Linked DNA regions of Mus musculus: region 2 is linked to region 1. Evidence: chromatin contacts called from public HiChIP or PLAC-seq data. All regions are on one chromosome and are shown on one strand. Each heading gives the region's core, a stretch centred on a gene start, on an enhancer-like site or on the middle of the called end of the contact. The rest is flanking DNA. Distances are from core to core; before and after follow the strand shown. Region 1 has its middle 74 kb from the start of Gm41499. Region 2 has its middle 21 kb from the start of Runx1.

Region 1 (6,234 bases), core at 711-3,210:
GCACCATTACCTCCCCATACGCTAGCATAAAATATCTGATACAAGCAACTTAAGGGCGAAGGCTTATTCCGGCTACTGGGTTGGAGAATGTGGTCCATGAGGTAGGAAGAACATAGCAATAGGATCTTGTAGCCATCAGTCACATTCCTGTAGCTGCCAGGAAGAAAAGAGCTCAGCCTGCACCAGAAGTAGGTATGATCCTCACGGGCCCCATCTCCAGTGACACAAATCTTCCAACCAACGCCCTCTGATTCCATAAACTCCTCAACAGAGGCACCTGCTGGAACAAAGTGTTCATACACATGAGCCTGTGGGGGACATTACACACTCAAACCATATCCCCTGAAAGTCACTGCTGGAGAAGTGTAAAATTTGAGAACAGCTCAAATATCTATCAGTGAATTTCATGATCAAGGCATGAAATACAGCTTCATGTTAAGGAACAAGCAGTGGCCTGATGGAGTTATCTGGGATCTCAGGAGTGCTAATCCCCCTGGGGAAACAGTGGAGAGGTTTTAAGCTGGAGGGTGGAGTGGGTTCATGTACCACTGAGGCTAGCCTCATTCTGGCAGAAACATAGACACTGGTGACCTTGGAGTGGCAAGGACCTTTGCCAGGGTATGGACGTTACAGATTTGGAATACAGACCTGACAGGGCAGTTGCAGCCCTTGCTGGTGGTGATCTGAGCATGGGTGACCAAAGGGACATGTTTCTGACGGGTAGAAGATGAAGAGAAGATGGAGGTTGGCACTGTGCTTGCTGTGGCCATTTAAAATCTGAGAATGTGTGCTCTGCCTGGCAGAGGTACTATAGGGTTAGTGTAGTTCCATGGGGAACCAGAAACCATCAAGGTGTTTGTTCACCCTTGAGAAAGGCATCCTTACCCAGGGGCATGTGGAAGATGGGATAGAGGGAAGGAAGCCATGAACTGAGGAGAGTCAGTGTGGTCAGTCTCCTGCGAAGGCATGGCCCTTGTCACCTAACAGGGAACCGAGACATACCTCCCCAGTTCCTCTTGCTCTGAAAGCATCCTTGTAAGATCTCCTTATCTCTCTGGGAGTAGCTCCACCTGTCCATCTCTCTAAAAGCAGTATGGGTTTCTCCTCCTAAGAATAAAAAAGACTAACTCGAAAATAGATTGCCTTTGTTGGCATATGCTAATGCTCTGAGAAGTGGCCATGTTCTGGTAGAGGGCAGGCACTATTCATTTCAGTCAATGGGATGCTGGATCAAAAGGAAAAGCAGGCCCTAGGCTAAAACAGAAGCAGAGGCCAGGTCTGGCATTGAACTTGTGAGTATGCTCAGACTCAGTGCACAGCCATTACCTGGGGACATAGTGCAGCAGAGCCACCTGCCCTTCCCTGTGCCATGACTGTCCTGTCCATCAGCCAGTGAAGAGGCCCCTCCATTTCTTCTCAGGGACAAGAGAAGGACTTCACTGGAAAACCTGCCCAGCACCCTCTACAGCATTTTATGTAGATTATGCAAATAATGCACATTTCTTGCTGTGGCCATCCAGGCACTATTACCTAATGCTCTCCTGGTCTCATTCACTGCTGACATAAAGATCTCTAAGTGTTGTTTCCATGGAGACAGCAGAATGGAGGACAATCCTGCCCACAGGTTAGAATCAGAGAGAAATGTTCCAAGAGGAAACTCCCTAAAATGTGTTCCTTCTTTTAAAAGCCCAACGCTGGTGGCATGGACTTACATTCCTCTTGGTGATTTTTGTAGTGGTTGGTTCTGTTTTACAAAGTGTCTAACCTACTTTGATGAAACTTTAGACCTCCAGACAGATTTATGGATCAATTTTCTTGCCTGCAACACGCACTTTGCAGGAGCCCTTTTCTAAGTATTTTGAATTCCAAGAAAACGAAAACAAGAAAAGTAGATGCGTCAAGACTTCCTCTTTTTCCAGAACACATCACCCCTCCTGTGTCACAGCTACTTACTTCTCTTCCTCTTTCCCCAAGTGTGTGATCAGTTCTCCATCAACACCCTTCCTCCACAGCCTGAAGCCTGGAATCAGCTACATGGGGCCGCCATATTAAAATTCCATGGACGTCTCATGGGAGGGTTAGAGAGTTCTCCCAAAATTCTGACATTCTGGCATGAGCCAGGCCACATGGATTGGACCACTCCTGATATCTTCTGGGGTTGCGGTAATTGAAAATTCTTGGCACCCCTCCTCAAGTGGCTGCATTGCCCAGTCTCTGGGTTGTACTGTGGCCTTCTACCTGTGTGTCTGTGCACATATTTAGATTAGGGACCATCTTTTGTGTGTGTGTGTGTGTACATGTATGTATATGTGTGTGCATGTGTGTATATGTGTGCATGTGTGTGCATGTATATGTGTATGTATTGTGTATATGTGTGTGCATGTCTGTACATGTGTATGTGTGCATGAGTGTGTCCATATGTGTAGAGTTGTATTATGCAGTTGTGTGTGTGCATATGTGTGTGCATGTGTATTTGTGTGTGCATGCATTTGTGCATGTGTGTGCATGTGTGTGTACACGTGTATGTGTGCATGTGTATGTCATATGCACACATAACAGGTGTGCATATGTGTGTGCAGTTGTATGTATGGATATGCGTGCATATGTTTGTGCATGTGTATTTTGTGTGTGCATGCATTTGTGCATGTGCGTGCATTTGTGCGTGTGTGTACGTGTATGCATGTGTGTGTGTTGCAAACGTTTAGAAGTAAAATTAGAGCATGTTTCTTTTGGAATTGGAGCTCAGTTTCAAACTAAACCTAAGCCAGGCACTTGTCATACGTTGGATCGCTTCTTCCTAAAACAGTTATGCTGAAAGCTTCCAGCCCCACCTGTGCGTGTATGCATGTGTGTGCATTTGTGTGTGTGAGTGTATGTATGTGTGTATGTGTGTATACATGTATGTGTGCATGCTTGTGAAGGCCAGATGTTGCTATCTGGTGCTTCTCTCTCTTACTCTACATCCTATATTTTAAGGCAGGGCCTTTTGCTGGGTCAGGAACTCAGCATTTTGGAAAGAATTTCTGGCCACAGGAATCCTCCTATCTCTGCTAGGATTGCAGGTAGTTGTGGCCTTGGCCTCCTTTTTCTAGGGATGTTGAGGTTCTGAACTCAAGTCTGTAGTGCACATCTTACTCACTGAATCATCTCCCCAGCTCCTAAGGGTCCATTTTGAAGACAATTTGCTTATATTTATGAAAACCCTCTTTCCAAATACAGAAACATTTAACAGGTGGGGCTGGAAGCTTTCAGCATAACTGTTTTAGGAAGAAGCAATCCAACGTATGACAAGTGCCTGGCTTAGGTTTAGTTTGAAACTGAGCTCCAATTCCAAAAGAAACATGCTCTAATTTTACTTCTAAATGTTTGCAATCAGTGCACTTTTTATAAGAATTTTCATTTTATGTGTAGGAGGGTTTTTTGTCTGCATGTGTGTATATAAGCTATGTGTGTGCAGTGCCCACAGAAGCCAGAAGAGAATTGTGTATGCCCAAGAATAGTTGGTCATGAGCTGCCACATAGTTGCTGGATATCAAACCTTCATCCTCTGCAAGATCAACAAGTGTTGTGCACTGCTGAACCAACCCTCCTGCCCATCTTAAGTTCCCTTAATAAGCTATGGCGTATTGAAAGTTTTGTCACTTGCATTCCTCCAGGATAATTATGTTATCACTTAGAAATAAAACAACACATCAGGACTATCAGGAAACTCAATGGTTACATGTACGCTTGTGCACACACAGATACACATGCATGCTTATGAACACACACAGGCACACATGCATGCTTAGGCACACACACAGGCACACATGCATGCTTATGCACACGCACAGGCACACATGCATGCTCATGCATACACACATAGAAACACAGGCACACATGCATGCTCATGCATACACACATAGAAACACAGGCACGTTTTTCTAATCTCTTATACACCTCATTTCAAGAATTTAATCAAATGCATCTTGAAGTATTACTCATGAAATGTTTTATCTCAGCTTTCCCCCTCCCCATTTAAAAGTAAACAAAGAGAGAGGCAGGGGGTGGGGGGAGGAATGATGGGAGAAGAAGAAGCTGACACACCTGCCGTGCAGACATTCGGCCTCCTTCCTCCACCTGTTTCCCAGTCTGACCTTTACCCAATGGTAGCCATGGAGGGACTCTGAAGTCCAGGTTTGGGGGAGTGTCACAAAGGCACATTGGTACAGTAGCCAACAGTATGGATTTGATCTGGGGCTGGAGTTGAGCTGCCCACTAGCTCATCCTGTGTCTTGAGTGATGGTAGTCAGTCTCCCTCAAATTGTGGATGTGATCTGGGAATGAAGAGATATCTGGAAAGTTCTTAGCCAGAGCCAGGCATCTAGGAGGTGCTCAATAAATGCCAGCTGGTTGGTGATGTATGAGCTGCTAAGTGGGTAGAGTTTTTATAGTGCTGTGTGTCCAATTGTGTGGTTCAAATTTATAAATAATTTGGAATAGAAGTAAGAACAAATAATAATTTAAATTAGTAGTTATAGGGGTTTTCTGTTTGTTTTGATTTTATTGTTATTTGTATGCTTTTCGATTTACACAACTATGAAGATTGAAGTCTAAAACATACGACCCTGGCCTCTCTGCTTGATGTTCCTGTGACACATCTGCCTTTGGCGCTGATCTTAGCAGGAGACAGGGATGCTCAGAGAGAACACGCCTGGAAGCAGGTGAATTTGCGCATGACTTTAGAAATCACGGACCACTTCTGGGCCTCGGTTTCCTCATCATAAAACAGGATTTGTTAAGAGCCAGGAGAACAGGACCTTCAAAAAAAGGTTATGACGCAGACCTTCAGAAAAGGCAAGTGTTGCTCATTTTCCATAACTGGTCTCCACCTGCTTCACGGCTTCCCTTTCCCACCACAAAAGGGGAAGCAAAACCAAGCCAGCCTGTGCGAGCATTGCCCCAGCTGGAAGCTAGCAGTGTAGCTCGGGCAACTGCGTTGCTTTTGAAAAATGGTCAGTCTGCTGAAGATCTGAGTTTAGTCACTTTGGGATTCTCCCTGGAGGGTCATCAAAACCCTTAGGTCTCTACAGTCTGCCCTGAAAGCAAGGTGGGATTGGTAGCTGCTAGAGCCACTTTGGGTCTGAGGGCTGCCTTCTGAGTTCCTTCTGCTCTGTACAACAGCAAGGTAAAAATAAAGTAATGCTTAAAGCCACATGTCACTTGATCCCATGGCTGTGAAATGCCTCAGGAGCTGAGAGTCCTCTGTGGGCATGTAGAAATGTAGTGCGCGTATATACACCTGGGCACACACACATTCACTTAAAACAGACAAACTGACAAAGGGATGTGAGAGTAGGGTCTTAGCTGCGTGGGGTGGGGGTGGGGGTGGGGGTGGGATGTAAAATGTAGAGTCACTGCCATACAGATTTCTCTCTGGGTGATGGAATATTCTGGAAATGGGCAAAATGATAGTTGCACATTAAGAACAAAACAGAAGCTGTTCCGTTTTATATTAGAAAAGAATGATTTTTTTTTTTAGAATGGAAATTACACCTCAATTTTTAAAAATAACTCACCAGAATTTAAGTTGCTCTCTCCGTGCTTCAGTTACTTTGTGCATACACTATTACAACTGGAATTTCTGGTGCTGTGGGAAAGGAATCAACCTTGCTGTGGGTCTGCTCCTGAGCTACTTTGTCGCCTGCTGCTGGTGTATCGATGCTTTAGTTATTGCTCGGCCTCAGTGTGAGCGAGCATGTCTCGCTTTCTTCTCAGTCTAGAAGATCGGAACGGTCCAGGAGAGTGAACTTTTCTATCTCCACGTCAAAATCAGTTTTTCTGTGTTGTAAAACTAGGTTGAGACTTTGGTAAGAATTTCATCTATTCTATGAGTCAGTCAGGGGGTGGGGGGGCTGTGATCCTAACTCCCTTAGGGTGTCTGTTGCTGGAATGAAACACCAGGACCAAGGGCAACCAGTGGAGGCAAGTGTTTGTTTCATCTTACTGCTTGTAACCCACCATCAGGGGAAGTCAGGCCAAGAGCTCCAGGCAGGAACCAGCAGGCAGAAACTGATGCAGGAGTCATGGAGGAGCATAGCTAACTGACTATATGACTTGCTTGGGCTTTTCTTACACACCGCAAGACCACCAGGAAGGGCACTGCCTACAGTGGACTAGGCCCTCCCCCATTGTTCACTAACTAAGGAAATGCCCTACAGTCTTGCCTACAGCCCAATTTTAGGGAAGGCATTT
Region 2 (6,631 bases), core at 1,236-3,735, 180 kb after region 1:
TCCCTGCAGGTCCTGGGCTACCTCTACCTTTGCGTGGACCTGGGTTCAGATTTCACATTGGCTTGAATAATCGATTGCTTTGGATTAATGTGGAGTAGAAGTTACAGCAGCAAAAGCTGTTAGCACTGATTGTATTGTCATTGTTTTCTGCTGAACACCTCTCACTCACCCCTATAATCCTTAGCCAACCATGGGAGATTATGATGTCAATTGCTATGTAGACAGAACACTTTACAGATATTTCTTAACATACAAATGGCTTGTGTTGCCATTGCTAAGTGAAAGAAAGATCATGTGACCCCACTTTAGCCTTGAAAAGCACACACAAGCCTATACAAACTCTTACATAAAAAATGTATAGAAAAAAATACAGTTTAGAAGGGTGCATAGAAAAATCTGAATAGTAGGTGTGCTGGTTAGTTTTTAATCAACCTAGAGTCTCCTGGGAAAAGGGCATTTCGATAGGGATCAAACTAGCCTGTGTCCATGTCTGTAAGAGAGGGTCTTGACTGATGGTTGATGTGGAAGAGCCCAGTCCCCTGTGCCCACTGTGGGCGGTACCATGTTAGCCAGGTGGATGGATCTGTGCTGTACAAGAAACTTGTCACAAGACAGGAAGTAAGCTGGTATGCAGCCTTCCTCTGTGGTTCCTGCCTTGGCTCCTGCCTTTACTTCCATCAGCAATGGGCTGTGATTTGCAGATAGAAGCCAAAAATTCCTTTCCTTCACTAGTTGCGTTTGACCAGAACATTTTATCTCATCAGCAGAAAGCAAAGTAAAACAGCATTTGCCGTTAACTGTTGCCATGTTGTGGGTAATGAGTTTTTTCTTCCTCATTACTTTTAGTTTTCTATATAGTGTACTTAAAAGCAGAAAACTAATTAGCACGGCCTTTGAATGAACAAGTCACTCAGACTGCAGGAAATGGGTGTGTGTGTCCTTACTCGGATCAAGGGAGGAAAGAAAGCACTCAGATCTGAGTTCTGAACACGGATGTTCAGAACTTGGTGTTGGGTTAAAAGGGGATTTAGTAAAAGGAGCCAAAGTCCACGTGCTCTAAGAACGTCTTATGTTGCATGCCTGCGAGGGATGCATGTGAGAGTATGGTTGCTGGTATAGTCCGCTCCAGCTTCTCCAGCATGTACCCTGAGAGCCTGCCCAAGCTCCCGTGCTCACCCTTGGTTTAAGGCCGTTCAGCCGCCATTTTGACATTCTTCGTGAGTTTTGAACAAGGGACCCATTTTTTTACTTTATATAGGATGACGTGGTTTGACTGAATCCCTCAAGATCAGGTGTTGGGAAGTTAATCTCCAACAGTGCTGGGGAGGAGGACTTAGTAAGAGGACTTCAGTGGCCTTCATGAGCGGGCCTGACCTCCATGTGTGAGTGTGACCTCCATGCGTGGGCGTGGCCTCCGTGTGGGCGTGGCCTCCGTGTGTGGGCATGGCCTACATATGTGGGTTGGCCTCATTACCTCATGGGCTTTGTCTTCGGGAAATGGCCAATGTTGTTGACTAGGGTATACTTATTTCGATAGTGCACTGGCATAAAAGCATATTTGGCCTTTTCTACATCTATTTCTCTTGCCCTTCTGCCTCCCATTATTTCCATCCTTCATTAGCCCCAAGCCCTTCACCTGCATGTACCATTCTCTTGGACTTCCCAGCCTCCAGAACTCTGAGTCAAACGGGCACCTGTTGTTTATAAACTACCCAGTATGTTGCCCTTCACTGTAGCGGTAAAAATGTCTAGGACGTTCACAAATTGTAAAGGCTCAGCTAAGTATAGCTGGGTGGAGAAGTGTGTGAGGTCTTGGGCCTACATAAAGACCTGGAATGTTCTGTAGTAGGAATGAGAGGTACTGAGATGCTTGGGAGAGCAGGAAGTGTGTGGGAGTGAAGCCAAACACTGAAGAAGTGATGAGCAGAAACAAGGGCCATGGAGCCTGCTGCACACTGACCAAGAAGGAATAAGAGCATCTCACTATTAAGAAATGTGTAGCATGCTGGCCAGAAATGATAGTTAATAACGTAGATGAAGCTAAACTCTGAGTAAGGGTCTTCCTCGACGTTCATATACAATATCTGAGAACGTGCTCCCACTTTAGATAAAAATTGAATGAAACTAGCTGAAATGCCTATAAAAACAGAAAGAAAGAAAAAAACTAAGTTCCTTTTAAACAAGTCAGTTTGGCTGTAATGGTGGAAATACATTCCTTAGGAAGACACCAACATCATACCATTCAGTGGATCTCTCTGCCACAGAAGTCAGTGAAATGATCTATTTATCCAGAGTTAAATGTATCATAGGGATTTGTGTAAGACTTGGCTGGATGCCCCTCTCGGCTCATCGGGCTTTTTTCTGGAGGCTGACATAATAGGGTTTTTGAAGGAAGATGAGTGATCACAATTGGCTGTACTCACTCTATCTCAGTCAGTATGATTGGCTGATCTGAAGTTATAGCTGCATACTGCCTCCTCAGACTCTGTGGTGATGTCATCTTATCTCCCTGGGAGGAACTTGGGTCTCTGCCTGTTACTGAATTAATTAGTTCCCCTCTTAGTAAAGTACCAGGTTTCACACCAACTAATTGAAAAGCTAAACGTTCAAAGTCAAGGTCACCATCTTGAAAATTACTCAATCTATCTTTTTGGGTCAAAGCATATTTCTCTCATATTCCTTTATAATTACTACTAATATATATTTAAATCACATTAGCTAGTTTTTAATTATGAAAAACTGATATAGGACATGGATTTTTTTTTCCAGCCATTTGTGTGCTGATTAGCCTTTGCCAACTTGACACAAGCGAAGGCCATCTGGGAAGAGGGAACTTCAGCTGGAAAAAAAATGCCTCCATCAGATTGGCTGGGCTTGTAGGCAAGTTCCTGGACTACTTCCTTGATTATTAAGTGGTGCGGGAAGGCCCATCCCAGGGGACCAATCCCAGAAAGGGTGGTTCCACCCCTGGGCACGTGGTCCTGGATTGTATAAGAAAGTGGGCAGACCAAGCCAATAAGCCCCTTTCCTCCACGGCTTCTGTTTCCGCGGTGCCTGCTTCTAGGTTCCTGCCTTGAATTCCCGGCCTGCTTTGCTTTGATAGTTGACAGTGGTGTAGAAGTCTAAGCCAATTAACCCTTTCCTCCCCAAGCTGCTTTAGGTTAAGGTGTTTCATCCTAGCATCGAGAAAAAACGGATATAGTTTGTCTTTCTAAAGCTGTGCTGGCACCCCAGAAGCAATTTTAAATAGCTTAAGCCCTTATATCACTTTCAACCTTAGTTACTTTTAGAAACTGGACAACTTCCGACTTTATAGGCAAAAGTGGCAACTTAAGAAATGGGAAACCTCATTGGCTAATCAAGGGCCAGAGACGCCCCATGGTACCTCCCGAGAAGACGCTCTTGTTTGTGTCAGACACATCTTAAGGTGACTATTTTTATTCCAATCGCATCCTTACAAGTGTGTGATGTGTGCTCCAGCAGCGTGCAGGGCAAATCAGATTGAGCTCATCAACTCTACTGTCCGAGCTTAAGAGACCACAGGGAGGGACCGCTCAGCCTGGAACCAGGAAACGCGAATTTATCTAGGGTGCTGGGAGACAGTTAAAATTTTCTTAGAACTAAGAAAACAGATGGCCTCAAAGGTCACCCTCCAAAAATGAAATCGTTTATTAATTTATTGATAAAAAGGATTTACTTCACTTGGTTTTTCCATGCTCCCTTACTGCCTGCTCCGTTCCACAAGGTCAAAATGGTGGAAGCACATGCTCACAATTTTGTCGCCTTTTAACAGCAAGCAGTCTGGCTCTAGACCCTTTCTACTCCTTAAGAAGTCTGGAAAATGAAAAGGACTATTTACTCAGTTAACTTAAGCTCTCAGGAAAATAAGCCAGATGAGTGTCGAATGTATCCCTCACCATGCTAGTAGCCTATTTCTACCGTAACAAACCACAGAGAAATCCCTCCATTCTCTTAAACAGTTTCTTGGACATATCCACAAGGTGAAGGTTTTTTTCCTGCCCTGACAGTCAACTTAATTCCCTTAAAGGTGATGAGTGATGGCCAGGGACATTCTGTTTTTCTTTCTTGCACTGAGGTTTTAATTCTGGCCCGTCAACAGGTCCATGTTGGAACCAAAAGGCAAAGGCAAGGACCAGAAGCGAACAACATTATCCTGTGGTTTAGGCTGGATAAACTCACTAAAACAGTGGCCTCCTCGACTGAAGGCTGAACTTGTAAAGCACCGATCTAAGTCCTGTAGCTGTCCAAAAGAGAAAAAGAAAAGAAGAGGGGGAAGAAAGAAACATCAAAAGCAGAGGAGCGAGCGTCTGCTTTCTGTATGTCTCTCCCCAGCAGGGCCACCCTGCATCCCTACCTAATCCCCATTGCTAGTCTCTATGCAATCACGAAACGCTCAGAATAGAAATAGTTTTGTCTGTATGTAGTGGAAAACGCCAGTTTAAACAGGATGTTGGAGATCAGGGCGCCTGACCCAGAACACGGGCCAGGGCAGACATGAAAGCCCGCTTCGTTTCATTCACAAAGGTTTTCTGGGACGAAGTCCCCTCTCAGCCTAAACAGAGTCACGCACAGGCTGGCCCCGCTGCTCCCACGCTGCTTCCAGAAGGCAGGCGAGCTCTTTGAAAGCTCTTCCTAGCTGCAGCTTTGGTGGACTGCAGCCATGAACAGGGCTGGGAGCAATTACCCCTCCCAAGAGCTGGTTCCTCTGTGAAGGACCCTCTCTGCCAGGCAGCTCCTACCCAGAGAGCAAGAGGGAAGCGGCCGGGGCTGTCCCAGGCTGCCTTGTTTTCGCTCCCTTCCCTGGGACAGTTTCAACTGATTTTGATTACCCTGGCGCCAAATAAATGAAAACATTTCATAGATATATAATCATCCATCACTGTGAAGAAAGGGAAAATGTTTCATGTTCAGTGTGTTTATAAATATACTTAATGAAAACAGGATAGCACTGTCTTTTCCACCACCGCGTAGCTGCTGCTGCTGGCCAGATCTGCACCAGATTGCCCTGCGCGGTCATTCCCAGATCCCTAACTAAAGCAGCCATCAGCCATTTTGCTCTGACAACTGAGAGCCCAAGCAAGTCCACGGGAAGGAGCCTCCATCCAAGGCCACCTTCTATACACGGGACAGGGAAGGGATGAACTAGCTGAGTCCAACCTGTCTCCACTGGACTTAAGGACTGTGTGCGCTTGCGCCTGGGACTGGGTGTAAACAAAGGCCTCGGGGAACTTCATGCAGCACATGAGTTCTGGCAATACCAAGAGGAAGGTCCCAAATCCATGCTGTAGGTTTAGAAATGACATTTTTGTACATTCTGCATGTAATGACATTTATGGTGATTTTGAGCTTTGGGGGTGTACACGGGCATGGCATATCTTTTAGAAAAGAAAAGTGGAGCAGGAGAGGGAAGAGGCTGGAGAGATAGCCTAGTGGTTAAGAGCCATTGCTGCTCTTCCAGGGGTCTTAAGTTCATTTCCTGGCACCCACATGGTTGCTCACAACTTCCTATAAGTTCAGCTCCAGGGACCTGACAGGCACTTCTGGCCTCCATGAGCAAGCGCATGTGCGTGTGTGTTGTCTTTTTTCTTAGAGAAAATGAAATCCAAAGCAATTTTTTCCCTGACATCTCTCTTATACCGCAACAACTTTAATTTTGGATCCCACATGTTTGCTGGTATAATAAGTATCCACAGATCTGGTCCGAAGCATTAACTGCTAACCAAGGGCTCCACATGTACAGGCAGACAGTGAGTGCTTTCTCCAACACAAAGTCGTCGTCCGCGTTGAGTCTTTCCCCTGAAGGTCATACAATCTGGATCAGACCCTAGGGTGGGCAAACGGCGCTTTGCAAGTCATTTATGTGAAATGTACCACGATTGCTTTTAATATTGCATTATTTACTGTGTGAATATGCACCTACCCACCTGACACTGTGTGCCTGTGGACAACTTGTGGGGATCCATTCTTTCCTTCTAAAATGTGGGACCCAGAGATCAAAGTCAGATATCTGAGCACGACGGCAGGAACCCTTTCCTGGCTGAACCTTCTCATGAGCAGTCCCATTGTCTTCTGCACCATAGGGAACTCTGGAGTGGCAGGAACGCATTAGCTCAAGGAGTCATAGTGATGCCCTTACTGATGTCTACAGAGGTTATTTCTCATCTCCAGGAGGACATGGAGTAAAAGCAACCACAGAGAGCGAAGGCCACGGGTTAGAGATGTGGTTCAATTAATGGAATGCTTGCTTAGTGTACTGGAAGTCCAGGTTTGATCCCCAGGGCTGCATAAAGCAGGTGTTATACTTCACATCTGCCATCCCAGAAACTCCACTTCTGAGGCAGAGGCAGGAGAATTAGAAGTTCATGGTCACCCTTAGCTATCTAGGAAGTTCAAGGCAAGTTTGGAAGACATGAAACCCCCTCTCAAAAGCAACAACAACAAAAACCCACAAACAACAGAGAACACTCTGTAACATTATGCCATCACACACACACACAAACACACATACACACATCTGAATAAAGAGAACTGGGTTTCTTTTGAAGAGTTGGTCTCACAGGTAGAAACAAATTCAGACATCAGTTTTTGGTATGCAGTCTCCTTGGCTATA

Evidence for each region. HiChIP or PLAC-seq counts read pairs in DNA pulled down with a chosen protein or histone mark.
Region 2: an H3K4me3 HiChIP or PLAC-seq map of bone marrow-derived macrophages shows a contact between it and region 1, with 6 times the contacts expected there. The contact joins two enhancer-like sites. A contact is called at or near these places in 2 of 484 Hi-C or Micro-C datasets (bone marrow-derived macrophages and nephron progenitors) and 4 of 115 datasets of contacts at active chromatin or transcription factors (the 230-238 cell line, bone marrow-derived macrophages, embryonic stem cells and 1 more).

Annotation. Positions count from the first base shown.
Region 1 is chr16:93,027,522-93,033,755 of GRCm38.p6, reverse strand. No RefSeq gene overlaps it. Among named protein-coding and RNA genes, the nearest start is that of Gm41499, 74 kb to the right of the region's middle. Within about 2 kb of position 1,960, at least 65 of the 459 cell types and tissues checked have an H3K27ac peak or open chromatin away from gene starts, as enhancers often do. A contact at or near this core is called in bone marrow-derived macrophages, where this site is marked.
Region 2 is chr16:92,843,810-92,850,440 of GRCm38.p6, reverse strand. No RefSeq gene overlaps it. Among named protein-coding and RNA genes, the nearest start is that of Runx1, 21 kb to the right of the region's middle. Within about 2 kb of position 2,485, at least 14 of the 459 cell types and tissues checked have an H3K27ac peak or open chromatin away from gene starts, as enhancers often do. A contact at or near this core is called in bone marrow-derived macrophages, where this site is marked.